2 separate regions of the Mus musculus genome follow, and region 1 is linked to region 2. Evidence: chromatin contacts called from public Hi-C data. All regions are on one chromosome and are shown on one strand. The core of a region is the stretch at or near the end of the contact, and the rest is flanking DNA. Distances in the headings are between cores, read along the strand shown.

What was found. Hi-C and Micro-C count contacts between places; a contact is called where the count stands out from the background.
Region 1: a contact with region 2 is called in a Hi-C map of cerebellum, with 2.6 times the contacts expected there. The contact joins two enhancer-like sites. A contact is called at or near these places in 3 of 484 Hi-C or Micro-C datasets (cerebellum, cerebral cortex and cortical neurons).

Annotation. Positions count from the first base shown.
Region 1 is chr11:93,573,100-93,579,914 of GRCm38.p6, forward strand. It overlaps Car10 (carbonic anhydrase 10), which reads left to right. Exons shown (of 10, transcript NM_001361708.1): 6 at 5,567-5,662. Among named protein-coding and RNA genes, the nearest start is that of Gm24856, 160 kb to the left of the region's middle. Within about 2 kb of position 4,537, at least 11 of the 459 cell types and tissues checked have an H3K27ac peak or open chromatin away from gene starts, as enhancers often do. A contact at or near this core is called in cerebellum, where this site is marked.
Region 2 is chr11:93,267,305-93,274,328 of GRCm38.p6, forward strand. All of the region lies in intron 3 of Car10 (carbonic anhydrase 10), which reads left to right. Among named protein-coding and RNA genes, the nearest start is that of Gm35002, 34 kb to the right of the region's middle. Within about 2 kb of position 4,912, at least 9 of the 459 cell types and tissues checked have an H3K27ac peak or open chromatin away from gene starts, as enhancers often do. A contact at or near this core is called in cerebellum, where this site is marked.

The DNA of each region.
Region 1 (6,815 bases), core at 3,287-5,786, 310 kb after region 2:
TTTTGGTACACACCTCTGGAATTCAGATGGCTTCCTATCAGTTCAGCCAAGCAGCCCTTCTCTCCTTGCTTCTCATGATATCACATTCTATAGTCTGACCACTGTCTGTCTTGCTTCCTCTATCCATTGCTACTGTGGACAGACAGAGTGCTGAGTACTGGGGATGGTGGACATGTCTTACCCAGATTAGACTAGGGTCTAGTGAAAGACATGACAAACTGATCATTCTCACAATAAATATGGAAACAGCTATGATGTGTATTCCAAGTTGACAGGACTGTGATAATAACCTCTTGGGGGATGGGGGGGGGGGTCCTCTCTCAATGGATGACCCTCGAGCTGAGTTTTAAAGGGGTTCACAAATTAAAGTCAGATAAAGAAGGAACAGAAGGGTATAGCATGCAGAAAGGGTATTCTGTGCAGAATGTGAATAGACTGTGCTGTAGAGAAGGAAGACGTACAAAGTTTGAGGGAAACTGAAAGAAAGCTGGTAAGGCATTGTAACCACTGAGACATTCAGAAAAGTCAGGCCCCACACAAGGACTGGGCTCAGAGTCAGGCCTTTACCTTACAGGCAGTGAAAGCTACACAGAAGTTAATGGAGTGCTAAATGCCATCACAAGGTGACTCGGGTTTAATAAGGGACAAAGTGTAGGCAAACTATAGCATGTGCACAAGGCCCGAGTGATGTGTGGTCACTCTCCCAAGACACAAGGGGTGAGTGAACAGTACCTGTCACCTGTCACGTATTGGTGAATCACACTCCTGGAAAGGGAAAAGTATGTTTCCTACCGGAGGCTGCTCCCAGCTGGATCAATGATGGGGACAACTTGCTGTGGACTCAGAAGCCTGCTCACAGCAAGTGTTCATTCAGCAAAGACAAACACTTGGGAATTAGCTCAAAAGCTGAATTTCAGTAAAAAGCTTGGAGAAAGGTTTGACCTTGGTCCTTAAAAAATTCTGGAATGTGAATGTGGTCCTGCATCCAATTGCAAGAGTCTCGGTCCAAAATGAAAAATGCCTGAAAACCATGGGCATAAGATGCCATCATTACCTGTACCTGTGAGACTCCCAGTGGTCTTCTGCTATCCCATCCAATGTCTCCTTAACCATTCATCTGATGAATGGAGCATAAATTACCATATTGTAATAAGCAAGACACAGACCCTCTTTGAGCCTAAGCTTCCTCGTGTTTAAAATAAATGAGCTGGTCTTGGTTTTCTTTAAGGCTCTTTCCAAGACTCAGACTCTATGAAGTCGAATAATTCATTCAGCAAGCATTGGCTAACCCTCCACGCTGGTCCAGATTTCATGACAAACATCAGGAGCAAAAGGATGAATAGCATCCATCACATGAAATGCTTACCTAAAGGTAGAACTAGATATAAAGCCAATAGTTTTAAAGTAACATGGTATTTGGGTCTGAACTCTGTAAGAACTGAGCATGGTTACCAAGCAACACTTCCTTGACCAAGTGGTAGACTAGAGTTCTGGTGTCTCTATGAATCAAAAGCAGATAATGACATTAGCTCATGGAGTTTTTTGAGAAGTCAATGAGATGGTATTTCAGCTGACACATCTCTATGCCTATGTCCTACTTATTAATGTTGTATTTATAAATCTCAGCTTGCGGGGATTCTCTGGAGAAGGATCCCCAGACACATTCTCTAAGCATCTTTCCTTTCATCCATTGCAACGTGCTTCACAATTCTAGTCCTACATTTACTGTAGATGATTGGTGCTCAAAGATGTTAATGATTATCATCAATAAATAATGATGATGAATAACTCTGACAGTGATGTTCAGCTCCCACATGTCTGTACCAGGTATCTATGGTTTTCATCTATACTGGTCACCTAGGGCCCATGCTGTTTGGACAGTAAGGTACTTTGAATTTTCATTAGTCATGAGTCTCCTAGAGCTAGAACCAACAGAATACACTGGGGTATTTATAAAAGGAGATTTATTACTGAAACTGGCCTACCTGACTATGATTTCCAAGGGTAGATAAAGATGGGTGTTCCAACCAAGAAAAGCGAATCTGCCCTGCCTCTATCTCTTTATTCTCTGTGGGTGGATACAAACCCAGGTTGAAAGGGTTGATATGTCCTACTCAGTGTCCTAATATAAATGCTGATCTACCTTGACCAGAAACTCCTCCACAGACATACCCACAAGTATTACCAGCTCTCTGAACACCCCTTACCCCAGTCAAGTTGACGCATAAAATCCATCATTGCCAGCTAATTTACCATCACAATAAATCCTGAGTAAGAACACCATAGGAACAGAGAGGGGCTGGCGTCCTAGAGAAGGCAGGGTAATAGATGACCATGATGTAAAGAAAAGTAGGCAAGACCTCCTCTGTCTCTACCATGCTCCTCTCAGTGGCCAAAGAGATGTCTTCAAAATTCACTGAGTTCATTTACTTTCTTAACACCAGTGAGTTGCTGTTGCAAAGACCCTCACCACCGGCTGCAAAGACCCTTACCTTGATCTGCAAAGTCTTGTGTGTGTTGGCCCCACCCTGAGCCACTTTTATCCACCCCTAACCATCTGCACCACTTGCCACTGTCTTGGGCCCTTTGTATTCTGTGATCTCTGTGACTGACATACCTCCTTCTGATCTCCCCAGGCCTCATTCCCCTTCATCATCAGATCTCAGCTCAAATATCCTCTCTGCAAAGAGCCTTTCACTGGCTGCACTAATAGATGTTGCCCCCCTTCCATTCCTATGCACACCCCATTCTTCCCACTGCTGCCTTTTCCTTCATAGCTTAAATTTTTGAGCATAGGCTTGACAGAGCACTGCACAGGTAAATGGTCCTCCAACCCTGGCCAGTGGCTGCCTTTTGGATAGCAGAGTAGCTGCAGTGTAGCCTCCTGCCCCACTGGTAAAATGTATAGGAAGTTAAAAAGCAAATGAGAAATGTCAGGAGCAGTCAGAGTGTGAGCCCCCTCAGTGGCATGTTCTGTGTACTTAGGCTGTTCAGATTCGTGGTACCCTCTGAGTGAACATGGCTGCATTATTGATGCCCAATGATGTTCCAATGGTTTGCAACCCCACTGGACCTCTAGCTGGAGAGCTTTTTAGAAATACAGCACCTGGTTCCGCCCTCAAATTGTTATAACTGAAGTGGGGCAAGCACACATAGGAGAGTTTCAAAGTGCCAAGGGACCTGGATGGCCAGCAACACCTGCATTCTGCCACAAAAAGAAAATGTGACTTGTTGTTTTCAAAATTCAAAGGAAAGTTTCTATTTAGCTCATTATCTTTAACTCTGAAAACATGACTACTCCCCCGTTTAATGCAACACGGGATACTGACAATAATGAATGCTATTCAGAGTCATTCATTCAGAGTCACAAATCACTTTCCTGGCACAATCTTGTTAATTCCCAACCCAGCCAGTGCAAAGCACTGACACCATTACAGAGAGATCCATGATGCATTGGCTGTGACAGTGTTGTAAAGGGCAAAGCTATAGAAAGGCAGGAAAGCTGGCTCAATGCGTTTTGGAGTTTTCATGCAGGGAGGAGGCTACTAAGAGAGTTTGGGTAGATTTATATGTGTGAACTGGAACAAAAAGGCAGAATGAAATAAACTTTAGAATTGCAATTGTAAATTATTCCATTTTATTGTTTCTGATGGTATTGCTGTTGCTGTTTCTGAGACATGTCTTGGGTATCCCCAATTGGTCTCAATCTCACTAAGGAGTTGAGGATGGCCTTGAACCCTGATTTTTTTTTGCCTCCACCTCCCAAGTGCTGAGATTTCAGGAGTTCACCACCAAGCTCAGTTTATATGGTGCTGGATTTTGAACCCAGAGAAAGCAAGAGTTCTGCCAACTGAACTGTGTGTTCCCATCCCTCTATTGTTTAAGATTATTTGCATGTGTGCAGCTATGTACTTTATAAGCAAAGAAAACCATCTGGGTGGATTTATACTGAGTTGCTAATTTTTCTATCATGTGAGCTAGAGTTAGATGGAGACAAGGGAACTGTTAGACACATCTACATTTTTAAATTTGTTACCATAAAGTATGCGTTCATATTATTATAAAACTTTATTAAAAAATGCCTATAAGGTACATCTTAAAAGGGATAATCACACTAATTTTTTATGGGAAGAGAACAGGTTCTTGGTGAAGTGGTAAAAAATCTGATCATGTGGATAAAAGTCTATAGTGTGCTCATTTAGGCATATGCACATGCCATATTCCACAATGCAAGTTTTAAAGAATGAGGTAATGGAGAGAAACGCATTTCAACACAACTCAAATCCAGGACTCTTCCTGCACACACACACATGCACACACACACATACACACACACACACACACACACACACACACACACACACACACACACACACACACACACAACAGTGCTCACTGCACCAATCTTAGCAGGCAGTCACAGGTTTTGGTTAGAGGATGGGGAAACAAAATTTTGCAAAACCCAGTGAACCAGATGAACGGGCTGGCACTTCATGAGACAGAACCATCCACTCTCCCATCTGCAGAGCCAAGCATCCTACACACTGCCAATCTCCTCCCAGAGCCATGGGGATGGCTCAGAGTCTAACAGATCCTTGCTCACCCAAGGCTACCAGCAAGATTTACTCACTGCCAGTGGTAGCTGTTGGCGCTGCTGGGAGATGCCCACACCTGAAGGGCTGTTCCATTTCCTAATGTGGAAAATTCACTTAAAGATCACTTTAGGAGAAATATCCTGGGAGGGATGAAACACCAGATGGGTATAATCTTATTAAAAACATCATTGTTACCTCAACATGTTTGCAAATATGTGTAGATATGTCCATATCTCTCTCTCTCTCTCTCTCTCTCTCTCTCTCTCTCTCTCTCTCTCTCTCTCTCTCTCTCTGTGTGTGTGTGTGTGTGTGTGTGTGTGTGTGTGTGTGTATTATACACATAGATTCTATTTACACCTCCCTCTGAAATTTCACCAAGTAAAAGCGCATCCTTCTGATTGGAGGAACCAGACAGGTCAGGGACACCACAAGAACATGGCCCACAAAATCAACTGACCTGGACTTACAGAGGCTCACAGAGATCAGGATGCATGTAGGGGTCTGACATAGGTCCTCTGCATATATGTTATAGCTGAATAGCTTGGTGTTCTTGTGAGAACCCTCACAGTGAGAACAGGGGCTGTCCCTAACTATTTTGCCTACTTGTGGAACCCTTTTCCTCCTACTGGGTTGGCTCATCCAGCCTTGATGTGAGAATATATGCCTGGTCTTACTGTAGTGCGTTACACCATGTTTGGTTGATATCCCTGGGAAGCCTGCTCTTATCTGAAGAAAGGCAGAGGAGGGGCAGATCTAGGGGAGACAGGAAGTAGGGGAGATAGACTTGGGTGAGGGAAGGGAGGAGATACTGCAGTTGGGATGTAATACATGAGAGAAGAATAAGAAAAAGCATAGCCTTCTACTAGTCTCTCCGTATGCTTGCAATTCACCCTCGTATTGGAAGATAGGCTGTGCCTGATACCTTTCAAGCCAGGATTGTTGTTCTTATTCCTGATTTCCCTTCCTACCAGGTACAACTCATCCACTATAACCACGAGCTATACACAAATGTCACAGAAGCTGCGAAGAGCCCGAATGGATTGGTGGTAGTTTCTATATTTATAAAAGTAAGTCTTGCATGATTCCTGTACTCTGCTTGCCACCCCCTCCCGCGCCCCCCCCCCAATACCAACCAGAGCATCATTCTACAGTCTCTGTTGTAATTTTAAAAAGTTAAAGAAGTAATGTCAATTCATACCCATGCCTGCAGTAACGTTGGGGTCTTAGGACTTTTATAACCATGAGATTCATAAAAGATTCGGAGCTCTGGAAGTGAGGTGCAGAAGGGACAGGTTCCATTTCAGAGCTTTGGGAGCTGAAGGTTTGGGGAGCCTCCATCCTAGAGAGAAAGCAACTGCGATTTTCAGGGACAGGCTTTAGGCCCCACCTGCTAGTGTGGAACAAGGGGACAGTAGCAGAAGAGCTGGAGAGCCGATACCCTCTAGGACTGAAGGACGGTCCGTCACTTGCTGACACCCGGAGAATAAGAAGAGTGGGTTGATCCTCCCAGGTAGGCCCTGCACTATACCTCGGGCTTCCCCACAGCAGCTGAAAACTTCATCTTCCTTTCCCACTCAAAGGCTGATTCATAATCCTGGCAGTTAGAATTAAGACGAAAATCCCCATTTTGAATGTATGATTTTCAGCCATGCTCCCCAGATATCCAGTAGGCAAAAACAATATGAAATGTCCAAGTGAACAAATTCTGATTTCGTTCTTTAATTACCTTTGATATTTTGGCAGATGTAAAATAATGCAGATATGCCCATTTTTTAATGAAAAAGTAAGATTCCCTTTCCAATTGTAAAAAATAAAAAAAGAAATTTTTCAGTAGACTATGTTAGTTACAAAGGCTAATTAATGTACCGCACTATACGGGCTGCTAGAGAGGGTTGTGTACAAATCATTAAAGAAAATTAGACTAACCAGAACTTGGACTGTGATGAAGAATTTTAGTAGAAATTTAGCATTCATCATCAAGGAGTTTTAACAGAGCCCCTGGAATAATGGGAGTCTCTGGGGACCCCTTAAGCAATAGCGCCCACACACACTATCTCCCATTCCATCCCACCCCCTGCCAAAGCAGACTTTGTGCAACAGGTATTGGCCATCTTCCCAGCTGCCATGCCTCCTGCTAACTTCCTAACCTTCATCTGAGCCAGGCCAAATTCATGGAGCTTGTAATAGCTCAGGCAGGAAAGACACCCCAAGTCTTGCCTG
Region 2 (7,024 bases), core at 3,662-6,161:
GATTCTGTTTTCTGATGTTTTATTAAGAAAGAACTCATTTTCAACTTTTCAAGTGTATTGTCTGCTCTTTGTGCATGTTGGAGGATGGAGCTGCTGGAGGTAGGTCAAGATTTCCCTCCAGTCTTCGTCTCATAAAATCTTCCTGGTCCTCTATGGAGGAAACAAAATATGTTTCTCTTAAGGATTTCCCCTGCCTGTACCTGGTGAGAATATATGGGATTTTGAGGTTTCTGGAATCTAAGTTAAGAAACTAGGAAGAAAAGAGAAAATATCAATAAACCTAGTACCACTAAAGACCCAGCCTGCCTCCATCTTAGGCATTTTATAAAAATTTACTATAAAAGCCATTTTATAGTAAAGACCTGCTAGGTTCATTCCTGTCTGATTAAACTTCTGTTTCTCAAGGACTGGGTTAGGCTCCACCTGTAACCTTAACTCCAATATTTCTGTACTGCCTGTTCCAGGAATGGCAATCATATCTTTGTTTCGAAAAGTTAATAACTATCTTGCAACTTTACCTTTATTTCAAAAAAGGTTGCTATGACTACATTGCAACCATGTCTTTGTTTCAAGAGGTCACTATGAGTAAATTGTTACGCTTATGTTCTGTTCCTGTAAACCCACCTGTTTTGCCAGCCAAATCTCCCATGTGGAAACCCCTACCCCTGAGCTATTAAAACCTTGTCTTCCACATATCCAATGTTGACCTCTCAAACCCCACCTTAGGGGGCAGCAGTCAGTGTACTGAATAACAAAAGCTTGCTTTGATTAATTCAGTCATGATGTTAAGGGTCAATGGTCTTCTTCCTCCCATCTTCAGATTGACACATACTGCTTGCATTGCCTATTTTTATTTCCTTTCCAAATGCATCTATTATTATTTGCTCTCCTGAGTCCTTAATTGACTCTTCACATTTCATTGGTGATCTCTAGGAAGTGAAAGGCGGTTACACTTACTCTTTTATAACCCAAACTGGAGCCAAGCTAAGTGAACTGGTATGTTTCTTTTGATTGACACTCGCATTCCTTCCTTCTCTTATTCACTTCCATGTGGTTATCTGTTTGTATGCTGCTTGGCCTCTGTATCACACCATGATACAGTGTTCAAATAGGTTTGAAATTTAAAATAACTCCTCGGCAGGGTGTCTCAATCAACTATGTTTGTCTTTTTATATAAATGACATAGGAAAGTGGGTCAAAGAAACCTTTACCTAAAGAATGCCATTTATAATTCAAGCAATACAGTGAGCCATAAAGTTAAGAAAATCATAATTCCGATTTAAATTCTACATCTGGCATCCTTCTCTTTCCTTTTCAGCTTTCTCTCCTGGGCATGCTTTTGCGCAGTTTACTCACCGTAATAAAAGCAAACATATCACCTGGTTCTATCTAGATCAGTTAAGAGTCTGACAGAGAACTGCCTGCTTTCAACTCAACTTGTGAAAGAGATTAATGAGGAATATTTTCACACACCCACTCAAATGGGCAAGGTTTGGTATCTTTCCCAATGAACTGAACCTAAGACCCCTTAGTAGAGCCAAGCAAATCAATGGCAGTGGGAGGAGAAGGAACACGGAGAAGAAGGATGAACAACATGGAAATGGCGAGGAAAGGCAGGAGGGAGAAGAAAGGGAGGAGGGAGAGGAAATGGAGGAGGGAGAGAAAATGGAGGAGAGAGAGAAAAGGGAGGAGGGAGAAGAAAGGGAGGAGGGAGAAAAAAGGGAGGAGGGAGAAGACAGGGAGGAGGGAGAGGAAATGGAGGAGGGAGAGAAAATGGAGGAGAGAGAGAAAAGGGAGGAGGGAGAAGAAAGGGAGGAGGGAGAAGAAAGGGAGGAGGGAGAAGACAGGGAGGAGGGAGAGGAAATGGAGGAGGGAGAAGAAAGGGAGGAGGGAGAAGAAAGGGAGGAGGGAGAAGAAAGGGAGGAGGGAGGGGATAGAGAGGAAGGAGGGGATAGAGAGGAAGGAGAGGCAAGGGAATGAGGACAAGGAAAAGGAGGGAAAGGAAGGACTAGGGTTTTGGAGGAGAGAATAGAAAGAAACATAGAGGGAGATAAAGAGAGAAGGGAGAGGGCAAAGTAGAAGGAGGAGGGAGAATGAAGCACACTATTTTAAATAGAATCAAACTTATATTCACTTGAGGCAATTGTCCTACCAGAATATGCTGATGGCTGTAATTCCTAATGCTATGTGTCCTGCTATATGTCCTTCACAACTGTTCCTAAGCACATCACTTACCAAACTCATGAATCCACACTGAACACTTACTGTGTAGGTGTGCTTTGCAGGTACTGAGGGGAATACAAAGATGAATTACCGGAGTCCCTGTCTTCTAAGAGGAGAGGGCACACATGTACAATTTATGAGGTTCTTTGTCAGACCTCACTGAGTGTTGTATTTTATCCAGGCAGAAAAATCCTTCTCTGGGAAACTGGGCTGATCCACCCTTGGAGGACAGTGACAGATTTTTTTTTTTTGGACAGTTCATGTTTTAGGTGAACTTTAAGGATTTGTTAGTTTGGAGACAAGAGAAGAATGGAGGGAGTGCCATTCAAAGCAGCAGCCTGAAGAAAGCTTGGGAATGTGTAGCATGCTTGGGGAGCTGAATATATGTCAGTGTAGCACACATGTATGTGGGGAAATCCATTTTTGCTTTGTCTTGAACTGACTTATTAATTTGGCATGCTGTGATGTGGGCAATGGTAGAATCAATGAAACTATAGCAACTGGACTCCAAAGATGCACAATTGTTGGATTCTCTTGAAAACAATGAACTTGGTACCACTTGATGCCTCCGCTCATATGCCTCTTCTGTGCAAATGCACTTACTATTTCATGTTTCCACACTCAGTCCAATATTCTTTCTAGGAATGAGAGCTAGCTCTCTGTTTCTGTCTCCATCTCCATCTCTATCTGTCTCTATCTCCCTCTCCTTCTTGCTCTCCGTCTCCTTCTCCTTCTCCCCTCATGCCCCCACCACCATCACCATGGCTATTGAAGAAACAGCAAGCAGCATCTAAAGAGGAGCCACACTTCCCTCCATGTTGCACCATCATGCCTGTGAGAATATATACTTCCCTAATATACAGCAAGAAAATGATTTTAATTGAAAGTGTGCCAGTAAAGGCTGAGGGAACTAAGTTGGTACAAGGCATCTCGTATCTGGTCTGAACCCTTATAATAACACTCACACATGCTTTTCAATTTGTATAAAATCATTAAGAAATAAAAGCCTAGGTTCTACTTTAATTAGCTTACAAAAGAGTCAAGCTGGGCTATTTTCTTCTATTCTGCAGAAATCTTTATACACACAGTTAAAAACTGCTCGGGGGAAAAATAACCATGTCTTGTGCCGCCTGGGTTTGTTTATTTAAGAGTTTATTACTTCAAGGACAGATTAGAGCAACCTGGACCATGGCTGGATACAGAAGAATGGGGATTTGGAGAGATAAACTTCCCTTTGGACTTAATTTTACCCCTTTATGTAACAGCATGAGCAGCATCTCCTGCCTCCATTCTTAAGATCTGAAAGAGTTCAGCAGAGGTTTAGGGGACCCACGTGACATGTGTATTTCTCCCAAAACAGGCTGGCTTGTTTCCCTCTGCTTTTGGTGTGGATCTTAAAAAGAAAAACACCCTCTACTTCCTTACAGGTCTAAAAACTGTTTTAAAGGTTTTTGCTGAACAAGAAGGAGCTGTACATCTCCCATCACAACTGAAGATATTACTTTGATGTCTCCATAATTGTTTCCCTGAGGGCCTATCTGGTGCTGGGGTGGCACCACTTCTGCTTCCTGATTTTGTTGATAAGTATAGTGTCACCCTGTGCATTGTTGCATGGTTCTCTTTGGCCATGCAAAGAGAGAGAGAGAGAGAGAGAGAGAGAGAGAGAGAGAGAGAGAGAGAGAGAGAGAGAGAGGAGAGGGAGAGAGAGAGAGAGAGAGAGAGAGAGAGAGAGAGAGAAAGTCTGAAATGTCTGGCAACTAAAGATATATTCACTCAGTCAAACATTACACATAAGAGATGATGAATGAACTTGGTCTATGAGAACACAGGCACAATGCTGAACAAATGATCAGACTATGCACAGCTGGTTGATCCATAGAGAAACATATCATACCCTGGCTAAGACGGGGGGCATGACTGAGAAAGTGTGCAGCCAATGGCATGTTAGAGGAGCAGGAAGTACAGAAAAGCCAAGAAGTTATATAGACAGGAAAGGAGCAGGGTAGGAAGCTGATTTCCCTAAAAGTACCTCAAAGCCAAGCCAGTGAGAATGCACCGCCGTCACGGAAATAGCAAGGGCCTCCAGGAGTGATGAGCATCCAACCTGTTCAGCGCTGTGGAGAAAGTTTGTGATAAATGGCCGCGAAGGAACACGTCTGCATGCGAGGAGGTGCAAAAGATCAAAAATGACTCAGAGGACAGGAAGATTTAGGAGTAGTAAGACAAGCTTCTTTTTCAACATTTTTCTTGCTTCCCTTACCGTCTTTTTTTTTTCCTCTTTATTCTTTTCAAGACCAAGACTTTCCCTACAGCTTTCAGTTCCCTTATGAAGCCCATCAAAAACTCCACCCAGGAGCCAGGCTATTTTTAAAAATGAGATGCACTGGATTCTATAGAGAGGTCATCAGTAATAGGGCCTCCAACTCCCTATCTCTTTTGTGATTCTTGACGGCCAGAAACGAAGCATACATTATCTTTTACACAGACTCCCTGGAAGGTACGGATGCTCTCTCCTCTGGTGCTGTAATGGGGTCTCTATAGAAAGACACCTCATTCGGCAACCCACGACCTCTTTTCATCCCCGTTCACAGAAGCGACTCTGCTTGCCACAGGCACCAGGGCTTCCAATGTAATGATTTTGAATAATGCTGTGCACAGTATTATGCTCTTCTGCAGTCTCTCTCCTGCATTTTTAATGACCTTCCTAGCCCTCAGAGAAAGGGGGATGAACACGTCTGGTCAGGACATTTTTCCAGCTGGTCATTCTCTGATTGAATCAGTGCCAGATCCTGCAAGCCATCTGAATGCTGGATTGAAGTCAGGCTATCTGGGTTTTTAACTCTCTCTGGGACCTAAAGCCTTAGATTTCTTATCTGTAAAGCAAGGGGCATTATTTAGAAATCCTCTAAGCCCATTCAAATCCTCTGCTTTTGTGGCTGTGTGACTCCCTGGGGTCTGAAGATGAACTGTCTTCATTTGTTCATATTTTATGACCATCTGTTGAGTGCACAGTAGCGGATGCCTCAAGTACTTGGAGAAGCTTAGGGAAAGATGGTTGGCTTGAGAGAGTCTCCCAAGAGAGACACAGAAAAAAAAATCTCTGAACTTAAGCTTGTTTTAGTTGATTTTACTTGCTGTAAGAATGCAGGAAAGGGCACTGGAATTTGAACCCAAACTTGAGATAGTTCACAAGTTTTATCAGCAGAGCTGGAATACTTAGTTAACAGTCACTCGTCCTAGGGTCCAAGTCTCTTTTCCTGTCCAAAGCCTTTAAAGGGAGCAGATGAGGGTAGATCTGTTAACACTTTATAGGATGGAAGCTCTGAGCCCATGTAATATTTATGACTACTAACATCAGTTGAGCTTCATAATTCAAATGGTCTTAGAGTGTAGACCAGGTGCCAGGTACCATGGCTGACACTTAAATTTCCAAGGATTGCAGTCTCTAATATTCAGGTGGTGGTGTTTCTTTTAGAGGATTTTGTACAACTAGTTGATAAAGACATGGTTCATCAACTTGGAGTTGAGGTTCCCATATGAGTCTTAGCTACTAGTTTCCTGCAAATTCAATTTGGGGATAGGAGGGAGCTAAAAGTAGCAGGATGTGCTTACAGAGCATCAACAAGAGCACAGCCATGCACGCCCATGTGATAGGTCTGCTCTCAGTCCTACTCTGCAACTTGGCCTGGATGAGTCATTTTATTTGACTCTAGAAGATAATGGAGATCTGTAGTAGATGTACTCCTAGCATCTTCTTGAGACTGTGTTTGTCAACTTTTACCATGAGTTATATATTGAAGTGTGTTCCTCTCCCAAATTTTACATGTGGCGTCTTTATTCTCTAAGACTAACGAAAATGGTCTTATTTAGAAATAGTAGCTATAACTAGGTATGCTCAAATGGCGTGATAGAAGAGTTGGGTGGATTTCTAATCCAGCACATGTTTTCTTTATAAACGAAGAATTTAATACCATGTAAAAGTGAGAACAGACTGGCTTGGGGATGGTGCGTGGAAAAAATACGAGGAAAATCAGCAACTGCAAGCAAATGACTAGAAGCTAAGAAAGAACATAGAACAGATGCTCCTTCAGCATCCTTAGAGAAAACCAACCCAGTTGCTAGCTCGACTTCGGCCAGCCTCCAGGACAGTGGAAAGTAAATTCCATTTGTTTTAGCCTCCCTTCCTGTAGCAGTTGTTAAGGCAGTCCTAAAAAAACAAATGCAACCCTAGGATGTGTACCACTACTGTCAGAGGGAAAAGAAAAATGCAGCTCACATGAAAAACAAACCACAAAAACAAACAAACAAACAAACAAAAAAGAACAATATTTTATTTGCTTCTTTCTTTATACAAGTAGTCCATTCTGATTGCTACAGAAAGAGGAACTCCATCTTAATGGTGTTGGCAATGAATTCGTTCTCCTTCCCAAAGACTGTTTGACTAGCACAATGTTTTGACTTACAGCTTGAGAAACTTAACACTTCATGAAAAAAAAAATCTTACTCACGCCGCTATATATAGCCAGTGCTGAGCACAGCATTTGAGAACAGAGCCACTAGCACGTGGAAGTCACTGTTTGCAGACTCCCTCCTCGATTTGAGTCATTGGTTTCTCACCACTCAGCTCTCACCCCTCCTGAGGCAGCCTCAGCAGCTTCCAAGCAGCTTGCCTTGAAGATCATGTTCTATTTAGGATAGTAGTGACTCTGTAGAGAAAGAAACCCCAGGCAGGAGAAAAATGATACGGGCTATCAGAAAGTTAAGTGTGGGACATGTTTAGTAGAAAACAAAGACAAACATA